Linked DNA regions of Mus musculus: region 1 is linked to region 2. The links are chromatin contacts, called in public Hi-C maps. All regions are on one chromosome and are shown on one strand. Each heading gives the region's core, a stretch centred on a gene start, on an enhancer-like site or on the middle of the called end of the contact. The rest is flanking DNA. Distances are from core to core; before and after follow the strand shown.

What was found. Hi-C and Micro-C count contacts between places; a contact is called where the count stands out from the background.
Region 1: a Hi-C map of tail fibroblasts shows a contact between it and region 2, with 4 times the contacts expected there. The contact joins two enhancer-like sites. A contact is called at or near these places in 3 of 484 Hi-C or Micro-C datasets (cerebral cortex, cortical neurons and tail fibroblasts).

The regions. Positions count from the first base shown.
Region 1 is chr4:68,545,210-68,551,850 of GRCm38.p6, forward strand. No RefSeq gene overlaps it. Among named protein-coding and RNA genes, the nearest start is that of Gm12911, 230 kb to the left of the region's middle. Within about 2 kb of position 2,047, at least 7 of the 459 cell types and tissues checked have an H3K27ac peak or open chromatin away from gene starts, as enhancers often do. A contact at or near this core is called in tail fibroblasts, where this site is marked.
Region 2 is chr4:68,017,117-68,024,753 of GRCm38.p6, forward strand. No RefSeq gene overlaps it. Among named protein-coding and RNA genes, the nearest start is that of Gm23738, 160 kb to the right of the region's middle. Within about 2 kb of position 5,900, at least 24 of the 459 cell types and tissues checked have an H3K27ac peak or open chromatin away from gene starts, as enhancers often do. A contact at or near this core is called in tail fibroblasts, where this site is marked.

The DNA of each region.
Region 1 (6,641 bases), core at 797-3,296, 520 kb after region 2:
GCTCACTATGATTTCTCAAGCTACCAAGGACAAATTGTCAAAGGGTGGCATTAAGACAATTGGCTGTGCCTTCCCTTATCAATCATTAATCATGAAAATTCTCTCATAGAGTTGCTTACAACTCAATTTGTTGGAGGCATTGACTAAATTAAGGTTTTTTCTTCTTTTGTGCCAAACTGACATTAAAACTAACCAGAATACCAGATTTATGTGCTGGGTTTTTGTTTTGTTTGTTTTGTTTTGTTTTGTTTTGTTTTGTTTTGTTTTTCTCAAAATTTCAACGACTACATGTTGTAAGGTTCCAGGAGATGCTGTTTTCCTGTGGAATGCTATACCACAGATGCTTAATGACTTAAATGAAGCTTCCATTGCCTAAAGTGAATAAAGCATTTCTGAAATGTACTACCTTTCATGGAGTTAAAAGAACTGTATTGAATCCTTAATCTGTGGTTTTCTAATAGAGTGGGTAACTGATACTCCCATGAAGAAATTATGAAGCACAGCATTGTTACAATATGATTAATCTGAGTATAGCCAGTCTACCAATTATTCACTTAATTCCTGCTTGCTGGTGAAAAGAAGTAATATGAGTTTGCTTTCCCAATGGAGAATAAAATTACAGATGTCCAGTTTCCTTTCTTATGCCCAGTACTGTTCTGCAAAGATGATTTGTGCACAAAGATCTGGCAATGTCTTTTCTACCAAGATGCAATCCAAATGTCTGTGATAGAAAGAACTGCTCCAATATGAGTTACAGAGATCCTGCCTCTCAGGAGCTACTTGAAGAAAAGTAATGCATTGGCACATTTCCAGTGTCATCCAAATTAAATCTTAGTTTGGAATCATCAAACCTCTCTACTCCCAAGTCATGATTCAGCTCCAGTCAAGTCTACTCGTGTTTGTTAATGTTGTGTTGGAGGTGCAGAGGTGACTCATTAATTAAGAGCACATTATGGTCTTGAAGAGGATCTGGGTTCAGTTCCCAGCACCCATACTATAGCTCATAACAAGCCTCTAGAAATCCAATTCCAGGATATAATGCCCTCTTTTGGCCTCCTTGGGCACAATATGGTACACTTGTAGACATGTAGGCAAAATATCCACACACATAAAGTAAATTACAAGTAATTTCTTTTAAAAGAAAGACTATTGTATACGTTATTGTACACTTCTTAGGATCAGAAATGCACACATACAAACAGGTACACACCATCTCCCAGCTGCCATTTTCTGTACTTGGTTTAAGTTCTTGCCATTGTAATAGAACATGCCTGTGATTTACTCTATTAACACTTAGAACAACTCTGGGATGGAGACATTTCTAATTCTCACTTTATACAAAAAAAAATTAAGGCTAAGAAGATTTGCAATTATATCTCAAGTTATATGAAGAATCAATAATGGAGTAATAAAACTTGAAACCAGGACTCCTCAGCTTCTAACTTTATAAAATTTAATTTGCCTTACAAGGCATGTTGAAATATTTGACAATATACCTATTGTTTTTAATGTTATTAAATATTTATAGTATAAAAATTACTACAATAAGGTGAAGAAAACAGCTCATTAGGAATGTATTGGAGTAAGGATTCAGTGAAGTCTACCATCATAGATTCTCAAGATCAGAAGGGACATCAGAAGGCATTAAATTACACTGCACTTAATATCTACATTGGATAGTAATCAGAAATGGAGATTCCCAAATGCTTATTTTAACTCTTAAGATGTTAGGATGTTGATTATTATAGGACATCAGCTCCTGATTCTCAGATAAGAATAACTATCACTCCTGGGTATGCTAAGAATCAATGTTATATGCTAGACACATTCCAAATCGATATTAAAAAGAAGGCACATGTTTCTGGAAATAGCATAATGTTTGATTCGATTTTAATATCAAACACAAGACTTCAAATGAGTGGTATACTTTTAGAATCTGTTTTGAGCTATACTTCCTCAAATTCCTATGAGTACATGCACATTCTCTTTAGTCATAAAAATTTCCCGGGAGTCAGAAAGATGATGAGCAAGCTCTCAGCAGCCATCTGACTGAGATCATTCCACTGCCCTTTCTGATTCACCGAAAGTGCTTCCGCTGTTTCTGATGAGGTCTGCCTTTCCTTGGAGCTGTGAGTACTGAACTTTCTGTGGAAAGAGCCAATCTTTTACTAAATATGGTTTTCTGAAGAGGCTATGATCTTCTCTTTGTCTATTCAAGCTCTTGAAGCACATTATAGCTGCTCAGTCAACTGGCTCCTGTTCATATTTAGGGCACTTAAGTGGGATAGCTCTCTGTCCAAACCTATCTATAACCCATCCCACTGGCTTCCTGGCACAAATCAAACTTCAACTAGAGCTGTGGCTCAGGGAATATTTCTCCTTACCTGGGACCTTGGTCTCTTTTCTTGGCTGCAGGAAGCATTTTGACCACTCTTGTATGTGAATAGAAACCCAGAGCTGAAACATTCTGAAGCACGGGCAGTACCTTTTAAGGGAGTATCTTATAGTATTCCCACACCAATTTTAGAATGACTGAATATTTTCCGGCACTTCTGAAATAAGTCAGATTTCTGATTCTATAGATACCCCTGGTGCCTAAGCTTTCTGCAATTTAATGCCTCTCAAAAAATTTATGAGTGGTGATCAACTGTAAATGAACAGCAACTTGAATACTCTCACACTGTCTTTGCGCTGAGGCTCTGCCAGAGACTGACAAGTACAGAGGCAGATTCTCAGAGCCAACCATTGGACTGAGCAAAGGGTCCACGTTGGAGAAGTCAGACAATGGAGTAAAGGAGCTGACAGAATTTGCAACTACATAGGAAGAACAACAATATCAACAAATAAGACACCCCCCCACACACACACAGAGCTCCCAGAGACTAAAGAACCAACCAAAGAGTACACATGGAGGGATCCACGGCTCCAGTTGCATATGAAGCAGAAGATGGCATTATTGGGCATGACTGGGAGGACCCTTGGTCCTGTGAAGGCTTGATGCCCCAGTGTAGGGGAATGACAGGGAGGGGAGGAGGGAGTGGATGGGAAGGTGGGTGGGCAAACACCCTCATAGAAGTAGGGGGAGAAGGGATGGAATAGGGGGTCTCCAGAGAGGAAACCAGGAAAGAGAATAACATTTGAAATATAGATAAAGAAAATATCCAATAAAAGTAATTCAGACGAAAACAAAAACAAACAAAAAACAAAGGAAAAGTTGGACTGTAAGAGATGCTGTTGGTTGAACTCATTAGTAGTGATATCTTGAAGGGTGTTGTGCTATAACTGAAAACTTTAATAAATGGGCAAAACCCACTTGCCAAATGTTCATACCCTCCACTAGAACTGTCTAGCTTATCCATATACAAAACTCCAACTACAAATATTTGAAGGAAAATCTTTATCCTATTGATAAAGCACCATCATAATCTAATTGTTTAGGCTTCCCAGTCTTACCTCCTACTGAGTCTCAGTGCTCCTAATTATTTAGTTACTCAAAATATTAGCAAAGATTGTTTTCTCTGCCTTAAACAATCTTTATTAATTGTACAAATTACTTATCTACTCTCCCTGGCCCACATTAACTAAGAACCATCTTTGGAGACAAGTGAACTGGGTTTGAATAACTGCATTCTAATTGCTGTGTACCTTACTTAAACTATCTTTGAGTTTTGTAAGTTGAACTGAGCAATAATTATGTTATGTAATTGTTATGATTAGCACATTAAATACACTTTAAAAATTATTAGTACTGTACTTACCACAGGGTTAACATGTGGTTATTTCTCTTATTGTTGATATTGTTTTGACTGAGTTCTAAATTGCATCTGTCTCACTCTTAGGTTCCTTCACTTCCATTGTTCTCAAATAATAACCTTTCTGTTTTTGTAAAGGAAAATCTGGCAACCATTTTTTCTTCCGGAAAAGGCAAGTATAGTCAGCATTCTAAGCATTATAGACACTAAGATTTTTGCCATAACCCCTTAATTCTTCAATATAGCAGGAAGGAAGGCAGACATAACACAAAAATAACTTGGATGGAGAGTTTGGACTTTAATACCAAATACTAGCTTTTACTCAACTTGCAGTATTCAGTATTTATCTCAGTACTGTGTCAATGGGATAAATTTGACTCTCTGCTTTCTTTTAATATTAAAGTTTTATTGGAAAACATACTTTCCCATTAAATAATGTTTCGTCCATTGCATCTTTTGTCCTACTATGGTATTCATAGACCACACGGAGCCTACAGCATTTATTTCCTGTTTTTATTATAAAATGTGCAGCAGCCTGACTCAATGTTTGGTACATATTTGTTAGATGAATAAAACCTGACTAGAAATTGTGAAACCCAAGAACTTGGCCATACAACATTGCAAGCTTTGGTGTAAATAGTTGGAAGGAAAGAAGAGTCATAAATTCAGGAAGAAATAGAGGACAGAGAGTCAATAGGTTCTCATGGAATAAGGGCTGCTACTCAAGAGGCAGTTTACATTGTTTTGCTATGGTCATCACTGGATGAAAATCAACACTGTTATATCAGGAAATAAAGGAAAAGAAGAAAGGGAGTCAAGAAAGATGGATAATTAGTTCCTGGACATCTAGCTAAAGAACTGTAGACTATGTTGCCTTGTTGCTTGATTGGAAGAGGTTCATATCATTGAAGGTGATATGGGCATCTAACAGGGAGGTAGGTGGCAATGCTAAGATGACCATTAGAATTGAATGGTCACAGTAGAGCTTCAAATACAATGTTTGTCTTTTATTTGTCCAGCTTTCTTTCTGGCCCATGTTTCAAGAAGATCAGCTTAATGGTCTGCTTGTTTTGGTAATAACTACTCATAAAAATTTTAAAACACATTACAACATTTCACAGATGAGCAAAGTCTATGACTGATGAGGCATAAAATTCCACTCATCCTTGTTTGGCCAATATCCGGTCCACGGATACTTTTTCTAAGTCTCATCACTCTAGGATAAGTGCTCCTGATATTTCTCTTTTTAATCACTATTTTTGTATATGCTCATGTTTCACCAGGATACTTGGGAACCAACTTAACTAGGGTGCTAGTTGATGACTGCTTAACGAATTCATGTGAAACTACTTTTAATCAAGCACAAACTAATTTTTTTCACTTTCTCACTGTCCAGCTGCTACCCTGACAATTCCCACCATCATCTATAAATAACTGTCTCTCAATGTCAAATAGAGATCCCATGTATTAAATATGCCCCAAAAATATAAAGCCTTAGTGATTTAATTTAACTTGGAATGGAAAATTCATTTTCTACAAATATACATGAGGTTATTTTAGTGTATATGTCAATGGCTTTTTTTTTCATGTTGAGGGCAAATAAAAATGACCTATAGTATATACCTTTAAGCTGGGAGACTGACTACTTGTATAGGATATACTTGGTTTACTTCTCCAAGCAAGGTGTATTTTTCTATGTATTAAATACTTCTAGCCACATTCAACATATCCTTTAACCTTGAATACTTACCACCTGAGCTTCTGTTCATGAGAAATTTCTCCTTTAATCCATGATCTTTAATTCTGACCTGTGACTTTTTTCCTGATTTTAGACACTGAATGAAATCCCCTTCCTTAAGTACCTAACCTTCATAGCTTTAATAATAATATTTGTTCCTAAAAAGACTCTATTTTCATGTTCAAATCTTCCTTCAAGTTAGGCATTCCTGTGGTATTGAAATTACTGGTCCTTTCCTCTCTGCCTTATCCAATTCATTCATGTTGAATAAAAAAAAAAATCTAAGTGTCTCAACAGGCAATAAGCAGACCTGGTTACAGAACTGAAAGGCACAACTATCATATCTTTCTCTATTTGGATTCCTTTTAGTTTTCAGTGTCTGAAGTCAAGAGCTAGATGAATGTTAGTAGGATTCTATTTCCCCATTTTTGTGCATATGTTTGTTCAATTTTATCCTTTTATCCAATTAAATCCTCCCTGTTTTAATCAACTATAAAGTAGTCATGCCTAAAAGAAATAAGATGGCACTTGGCCTGTGTTCATGCTATGAGATGATACATCTTTATCATAATACAAAACTAAGAAATTGGCACTGATATATAGCTGTGATATGCCTAGTACCTTCACTAAGACTTAGCTAATTTTTATCTCAAAAAACATAGATGTTTTCATTTGTATTTAATAGAGAGTGGATCTAAGACTTTGGGAAAGGATGAATTCATGTTTGCTCCATGGAAGTATACCCATATATGAATGATTTTCCAGAAGACTACCCTGCTCTTTGATTCAAAGTCCTATTTAAATCATATGCCTTTCAACCTTAGGCCAGTGACGTATTTCTTTCTGAGAGTAAAAATTCTTTATTGTATTCCTTAATTAGTAAGTCCTAGAGCAGGGAAAGATCTCATAGAGTTTTCAATTCCAACTTGATCATTTGAAGAAAAATATGTACTAATATTGGCTTTCTAGATGATTATATTTCTTTCTATGTTAACATTAAGCATACTACCTTAGCAAAATTAATATTTTAGTTTGTAAAGGATCCTTTATCTTATTCATGCAACATGATGTTACCTATGATATCATGGTTATTATAGCAACACCTATGAGTTGGGAGCATTAAAATTTCAGTTACAAATAACGGCAATCAG
Region 2 (7,637 bases), core at 4,650-7,149:
ATAAACTGGCAATCCCATCACAAAGGTCCTGGTTGCTATTCCAATAGGCTGGATACAGTGTCAAAAGATACAGGCATTTATTCTCTTCCTGTCACTCTCATAAAATAAAAGTATTTTTGAAAAAATATAAGTGCATTAAGAGATATAAAAGATCATGGACGACAACTTTGTGGCATATGTTCCTCAATGTATGTGGAATGTAAGAAAATATTATAATTATAAAACAACTGAATTCATCTCTGTAGACCTTTCTTCCCATAAGACAAAACACAGCTTTCTGTAACTTTGGAACACTTGAGCAGCACAATTCTGAGAACTATTAGAACCAGTTAAATTAATGTCTGCTCTAACAAGAAAAATCAGTTTGCTTCATCTCAAGAAACAAGGGTTAAACATAAAATTGAGTTTTGATCATGAGGATCTATCTAAATACAAAAGTTGTCTCTATTTATTCAGCTTTAACAAATAGCAGTGTCTGTCCACAATACTTACTGGGCTATTTGTTTATATTTGTGTAGTTCTTTGAGTGATTAATATAAATGATTTAAACAACTTATTTTAAATATTGTACCTCTTTGATCAAAACACAACATAAGAGGCTGGGAAGAGTAGGCTCAGTTGGTAAAATACTTATCATGCAAGAGACAAAAATTTGGATTCTGAGCACCTAACCAATTATATATATATATGAATATGATAGATATGACAGAGAAAGTTAGACTATACAGACAAGTAGATAGATAAATAGATGAATAGATAGATAGATAGATAGATAGATAGATAGATAGATAGATAGATAGATAGATAGATAGATAGATAGATGGAAAAAGAGAGAGAGAGAGAGAGAGAAACCTTGAGTGGAGCCTTGATCCTGGTATTCAAATACTGGGGAAGTAGAAACACTCATATATTTGGAGTTTGCTCTCTGGCTTTGCTAGCCAAGCTAGTGAACTTTGGTTCAGTAAAATAATCTGTCAAAAATTAAGGAGAAGAACATTTTAAGGAAAAAAAAAACCTAACCTCAACTTTGATCCCTAAACACACACACACACACACACACACACACACACACATACACACACACCACTAACACATGTATTCATTCATACACAAAAAAATCATGTTATAGTCAGAAAATGACACAACCATATTATGATAGTAAGAAATTGAAGTGACAGAACATATTCACACAAAGTGTGCTGGAACTGCTGCTCCATAAACCTTGACGTAAGACAGTGAAGGCATTCTAAAATGAAAGGACAAGATCCAATACCATTTTCAAAAACTTGAGTGACTGTAATTAGAATGTGTATATACTATATCTATATACTTCATATCTATGTGTTGTATATTGTATTGTTCATGTAACACGCACGTCATACATATATGTATGTACACATATGATAACCTATATGTATGTATATATATATATGTATATATGTATGTGTGTATATATGTGTGTGTGTTTATATATACATATATATATACATATATATATACTGATATTTACAATAACTAAAGGTTTGCCACTTATACCTAAATCATCATTTAATGGGCAGATACAAAAAACTAAAAAAACAAAAAAGTGAAATGCTCTCCTACATAATTACCTATGTAAATTTTAGTGGAAAAGCCATATATGTGTGCTTTCTTAATGGAAACACAGTGGGCACAGTGGGTTACCTCACCAACTTGTTTTTTTATCCCACAAATATTCATTTTGCTACTGATACACAGGAGAACAGTGGGGGTGAAGGCAAGGAACGGCACCATCAGGCTGTTCTTGGATGCTGCTCTGCCACTGGATGGAACCTTTATCAAGTGTCAGCAAGGCGACCTGGCATTTATCAGGGTGGGTACTGCACTATGCTGTGCTGACAGGGCAGATTCAATACATGTCATCCCCACTGTGCTAAGATGGTTTAATGGCTTGCTCTTTGCTACCATCACACAGGCAATTTTCTTCCTTTTCAATCTTTTTTTTCCACCAAACCCCATAGTTCTTCACACATGCTGCATATGTGCCTAACTCTGAAGAAATCAGTAACTGTTTTTCCATAACCAAGTACGAAATGTGAGAATCCACTACATTTCCTTTGATGTTTTATCTTGCACTTTAGTGCTAACATTGTATAATTTTTGGTACTCTACATTACATTACATCTTGAAAAATCAGCCTGATAGAATGATTTTTTTATGGAAGGAGTTTATTTTCAATATTTTTCTATAGCATATGAGTAGTGACTCTGAAAACTGAATCATGAAGGAAAGAGAAACTATGGGCTTGAAGGATTCTTTCAGTTTGTGTAAGATCCAGAATAGGTGGATTGATTCCTGCAGGAAATTAATACTTACAAAAGGTATTGTTTAGGAGAAAAGGAAAGAAATATTCAAGCAGCTGAGAATGGGTTCTGCTAGGTTACATGTTACTTTGGCTGGTTGCTATAGCAAAGATCAGAGACAACATTATGGACTCAGATAATATTATATGAAGGGGACAGTCTGTTCTGAACACAGAATCACAAAAACCATTGCCTGTCTCCATGTTGTTTGAGAGCTGATGCCAAGAACTTTTAGCTAGACATAATGGTACATCCTTTTATTCCAGTTCTCAGAAAGCTGATATAGTAGAATCAGAAATTCAAGGGCACCCTGGTTTACAAAGTAAGACGTATATGAAACAAAACACTCTAGAACAACAGAAAACAAACAAAGGTAGCCTGTAATTTTTCAAATTGGTATCAGCTAGGCAATGAAACTTATATTAAACACTTAGGAGAAAACTGTCATCTGAATCCCTCCACCCATATGTGTGCACATGTAGGATTGTCTGTGACCCCCTTTGCTCTTAGTTTTCACTTGGTTTTGTCATAGCACTGATGGTTACTCTTAAGCATCTATACTATGTTTGGCATTGAAGGTGTTTGATGTGCATTGCTTATCTCCTCAGTATAATTACAGCGGGATGATGTACACATTCTTATTTTACAATTCTGGGAAACAAAGATTTGGAATGGGAAATTAATCGTCTCAATTTTTAGCACAGGTAAGAGCCTAAACTGGAATTAAAATTCATATATCGAAGCTTGGGTCATTCAAAATAGTTGGAACTTCCTCTGTGGACACTTAGACAGAGAACTAGGGATATCTCTGAACTCTGTGGCTAAAATTCCTGCTAAAATTATGAATCACCTTGAATTTCTCTGTACTTGGCTAAGAGTCTTGTTCTGCTGATTAGTCAGTTACCTGACCTCTTCGTATATCTTCCTTTTGTCCCTCATATAGATTCACTAGCTCAGATGGGTATCTCAACTCTGTATGGTTCTTCTAATTGTTATTATTGAAGGTCATTCCAAAATTGAATAAATATCCCCAAATAACCTTTTCATAGTTAATAAATTTCTGCTGTGCCTTTTTAACTTTTTAAAGTTGTGGTTCTTCTACATTCTCCTTTTCCTCTAAAGGTGTATAATCTAATGATGTATAATTAAACACTTAATGCTTTAAAAAAAAGGGGGGGAAAGCTTAGAGCAAAGGATATATCAAATGATGGTAGTTAGTATCCAGTAAAAAAAAAAATCTGAAATTTTGATACTTGACTGGAAAATAGCCAGTGTTGCTTTTTCAGTCTGCCTTTTTGCAATCTTAGTACAAGAAACATTACACTGAATAACCCTTGAGCAGTAGGAACTAATTTCTCTCAAACTGCAAAGTAGAATGTTTAACATTAAGGCATAAATGATGGTGTCTGCTATATTTTCTTCTGATGTCAGCTCCATATACAAGAGGAGAAAAATAAGTTTCTTGAAATCTGTAAAGACACTGGTTGTATTCACCCAATGAAATCCCCAGTGACTTCATAATCTCCTCAAAGCGTCTCCTCATTTCAGCACCACACATGGCCCTAGAGACTGGCACTGGGTTTGAGAAGATAATACCCTTCTTTTGTGTACTCATTGTCATCTCCCTGGACCTTCTATCCATATTTGTCCACTTTAGATTAGTGGTCCTCAACCTTCAAAATGATGCATCCAAATATAGTTCCTCATGTTGTGGTGACCCAAAGCATAAGACTATTTGGTTGCTATTTGATAACTGTAATTTATCTACTGCTTACCTGCAGAATGGCTCTCTGGGATGAGGCATCTTTATTTTATAATTATGGCTCTGTTAGTTACTGTGGGCTGTACCAAGTATCAGGTAATTCGTATAACTCAGGCACTCTGGGGAAAGAAACAGTAACAAGATGGAAAATTATTTAAATATTATATGGATGCTTTCTGGAGCTTAAACAGTGATCTCTTGTGCATGTAGCAGATGCATGGACATAGGTAGAAAAAGGGGACGTATACCTAAGATACAGATTAAGGTAAAACGACTGCTAGTTTGCTGAGGAAGAAAGCAGATTTTAATTAAAATTTAAAATGATTACTAGAGAAATATTTCAATGATCTTACTTGATATTTTGAAAGAATATCCAGTGGGATTCTTGACTACTACCTCCCAGATTTAGTTATTAAAGTTTCTGAGAGTTTTCCTATATCCACTCACTTTTTGCTTTTGTTTTCTTTCTCAAGTAGAATTGGTATGACAGATACACCTAGGCTACGCTTTTGATGGCATAAAATCCTCTGCCCTCAGAGATTCCTACACTTCCCAGGAGACCCAATCAGTATAAAGCGCTTCTTTACGTTGAGTGGAAAGCAGGGCCCATATAACTTCCATCTGTTACTCAATCTCTGTCCTCTGGGACCAAATAAAAACACTAAGCTCCCTTTCTGAATGCCTGACCCTTCAATATTTGCAGAAAGTATCTCACTAGTCCACCAGAAGTTTTTTATCCTCCACTAATAGGCCTCTGATTCACACTTTTTCAACAGATGCCATATTTTGCCATGCCTCTGGGCATGTTGGTCATTTCCCTTGGGTTATATTATAAATTTTTAAATGTCTGTCCATATAGATGTATCCGTTGTGGATAGACTTTCCACAATCTTTTGATCTCTTCACTGTACCCAATTGTGACTTTCTGTGATGGTTAGCTTTTGCTATGGATATACTACAGATATAAGATAAGCTTTAGAATGTAATAAAGAATTATGCTCATCTATCAAAGTGGCAATAGTAGATTCTTTTGTCATGTCCAAGACCTCAATAGACTCAAGGGCACTTGTAAACATACATGTGCACTCAGGTGTGTGAACACACACACACACACACACACACGTATTGTTTTGACAGTAGTGGTCTGAGACCATCAAAGGTATCTGAAAAAGGTTATTCGGAAAGAGCTAGAAGAAAGAAAAGGAGTAGAAAGCTGATATAATTCAATTTTAGTTGAAATTTAATTTTAAAAATCTCTTCTCCATGTTTGCCTAGACCAATGTTCAGAGGATTATTTTCCTGTCTCTGCATACTTCCATTGTTTGTTTGGTTTTTTTCGAACATTTTCTTACCCTATTTATGTGAGAACACGTGTGTTTGTGTATGTGTGTGTGCACACGTGTATACAAATATTCTACAATGAAAGACAATAAGATCCTATAATATTTAGATCAATGATGTGAATGAAATAATCACTTCCTCCTGATGTCAAATTGAAGCAGTAGCGAAGCCACACTGTGATACTGTGTTAGACATCACACATGAGCCAAGAACACAGAAGAAAATGCTTCAACAGTTAGATAATTATGTTAAAACAAACTGGGATTTATTATTATGGTTTTCTCCTTTAGGACTGAAGTTGACATGATTGCTGCTGCCGCTTCAGTGTAAGGTAATGTAGACTGAAATGTATTTGCCAGAAGATCCACAGGGAGCAGTCATCTGGGATTGACAGAGAGAGTCACTGGGTGTCACTGTTGAGTCACACAAAAACAACAGTCTGCTTGCTCCTAAGGATTGTCTCTAAAGAACACAAGAGCCGGAAGTTGAGGGTGGCTGCTTGTCTCCTCCTGGGCTGTGTGTCTTCATTAGGGTCAGGGTAGGTCATCTTTCTCCTTGCTTCCCTGTGAGAAGTGTCTAGTCAGATGAGTGTATGTCAGTGTGGACCTCAGCTTCCTCTGCTCTTGCTTAATGAGCTGATCTGTCCTCGATCTGCCTTGTGGTACTGTGACAGGGCTCTCTGCTTTTATGCATCTGTGCAGGAAGTGATCACACCCCTGCCAGCAGTCAAGCCCAGGACTGGCTCAGCCTAACCACTCTTTTCATAGCAGATAAATCATTCTACTTCTCAGTGAGGGTTTACATTAACACTGAATCCAATGAATGTTTGGTATCAGGGGCATATTTTCATTTTGTGTTGAATAAGATTAGTGGTTTTAACAGAAATTAAAAAAAAAAACAGGTACAGTTGAACTGCAGACTAGTTTTTTTTTCTTCCTTTTTTTATTAGGTATTTAGCTCATTTACATTTCCAATGCTATACCAAAAGTCCCCCATACCCACCCACCCCCAATCCCCTACCCACCCACTCCCCCTTTTTGGTCCTGGCATTCCCCTTTACTGGGGCATATAAAGTTTGCGTGTCCAATGGGCCTCTTTTTCCAGTGATGGCCGACTAGGCCATCTTTTGATACATATGCAGCTAGAGTCAAGAGCTCCGGGGTACTGGTTAGTTCATAATGTTTTTCTGCCTATAGAGTTGCAGATCCCTTTAGCTCCTTGGCTACTTTCTCTAGCTCCTCCATTGGGAGCCCTGTGATCCATCCATTAGGTGACTGTGAGCATCCACTTCTGTGTTTGCTAGGCCCCGGCATAGTCTCACAAGAGACAGCTACATCTGGGTCCTTTCGATAAAATCTTGCTAGTGTATGCAATGGTGTCAGCGTTTGGATGCTGATTATGGGGTGGATCCCTGGATATGGAAGTCTCTACATGGTCCATCCTTTCATCTCAGCTCCAAACATTGTCTCTGTAACTCCTTCCAAGGGTGTTTTGTTCCCATTTCTAAGGAGGGGCATAGTGTCCACACTTCAGTCTTCATTTTTCTTGAGTTTCATGTGTTTAGGAAATTGTATCTTATATCTTGGGTATCCTAGGTTTTGGGCTAATATCCACTTATCAGTGAGTACATATTGTGTGAGTTCCTTTGTGAATGTGTTACCTCACTCAGGATGATGCCCTCCAGGTCCATCCATTTGGCTAGGAATTTCATAAATTCATTCTTTTTAATAGCTGAGTAGTACTACATTGTGTAGATGTACCACATTTTCTGTATCCATTCCTCAGTTGAGGGGCATCTGGGTTCTTTCCAGCTTCTGGCTATTATAAATAAGGTTGCTATGAACATAGTGGAGCATGTGTCCTTCTTACCAGTTGGGGCATCTCCTGGATATATGCCCAGGAGAGGTATTGCTGGATCCTCTGGTAGTACTATGTCCAATTTTCTGAGGAACCGCCAAACTGATTTCCAGAGTGGTTGTACAAGCCTGCAATCCCACCAACAATGGAGGAGTTCCTCTTTCTCCACATCCACGTCAGCATCTGCTGTCACCTGAATTTTTGATCTTAGCCATTCTGACTGGTGTGAGGTAGAATCTCAGGGTTGTTTTGATTTGCATTTCCCTGATGATTAAGGATGTTGAACATTTTTTTCAGGTGCTTCTCTGCCATTCAGTATTCCTCAGGTGAGAATT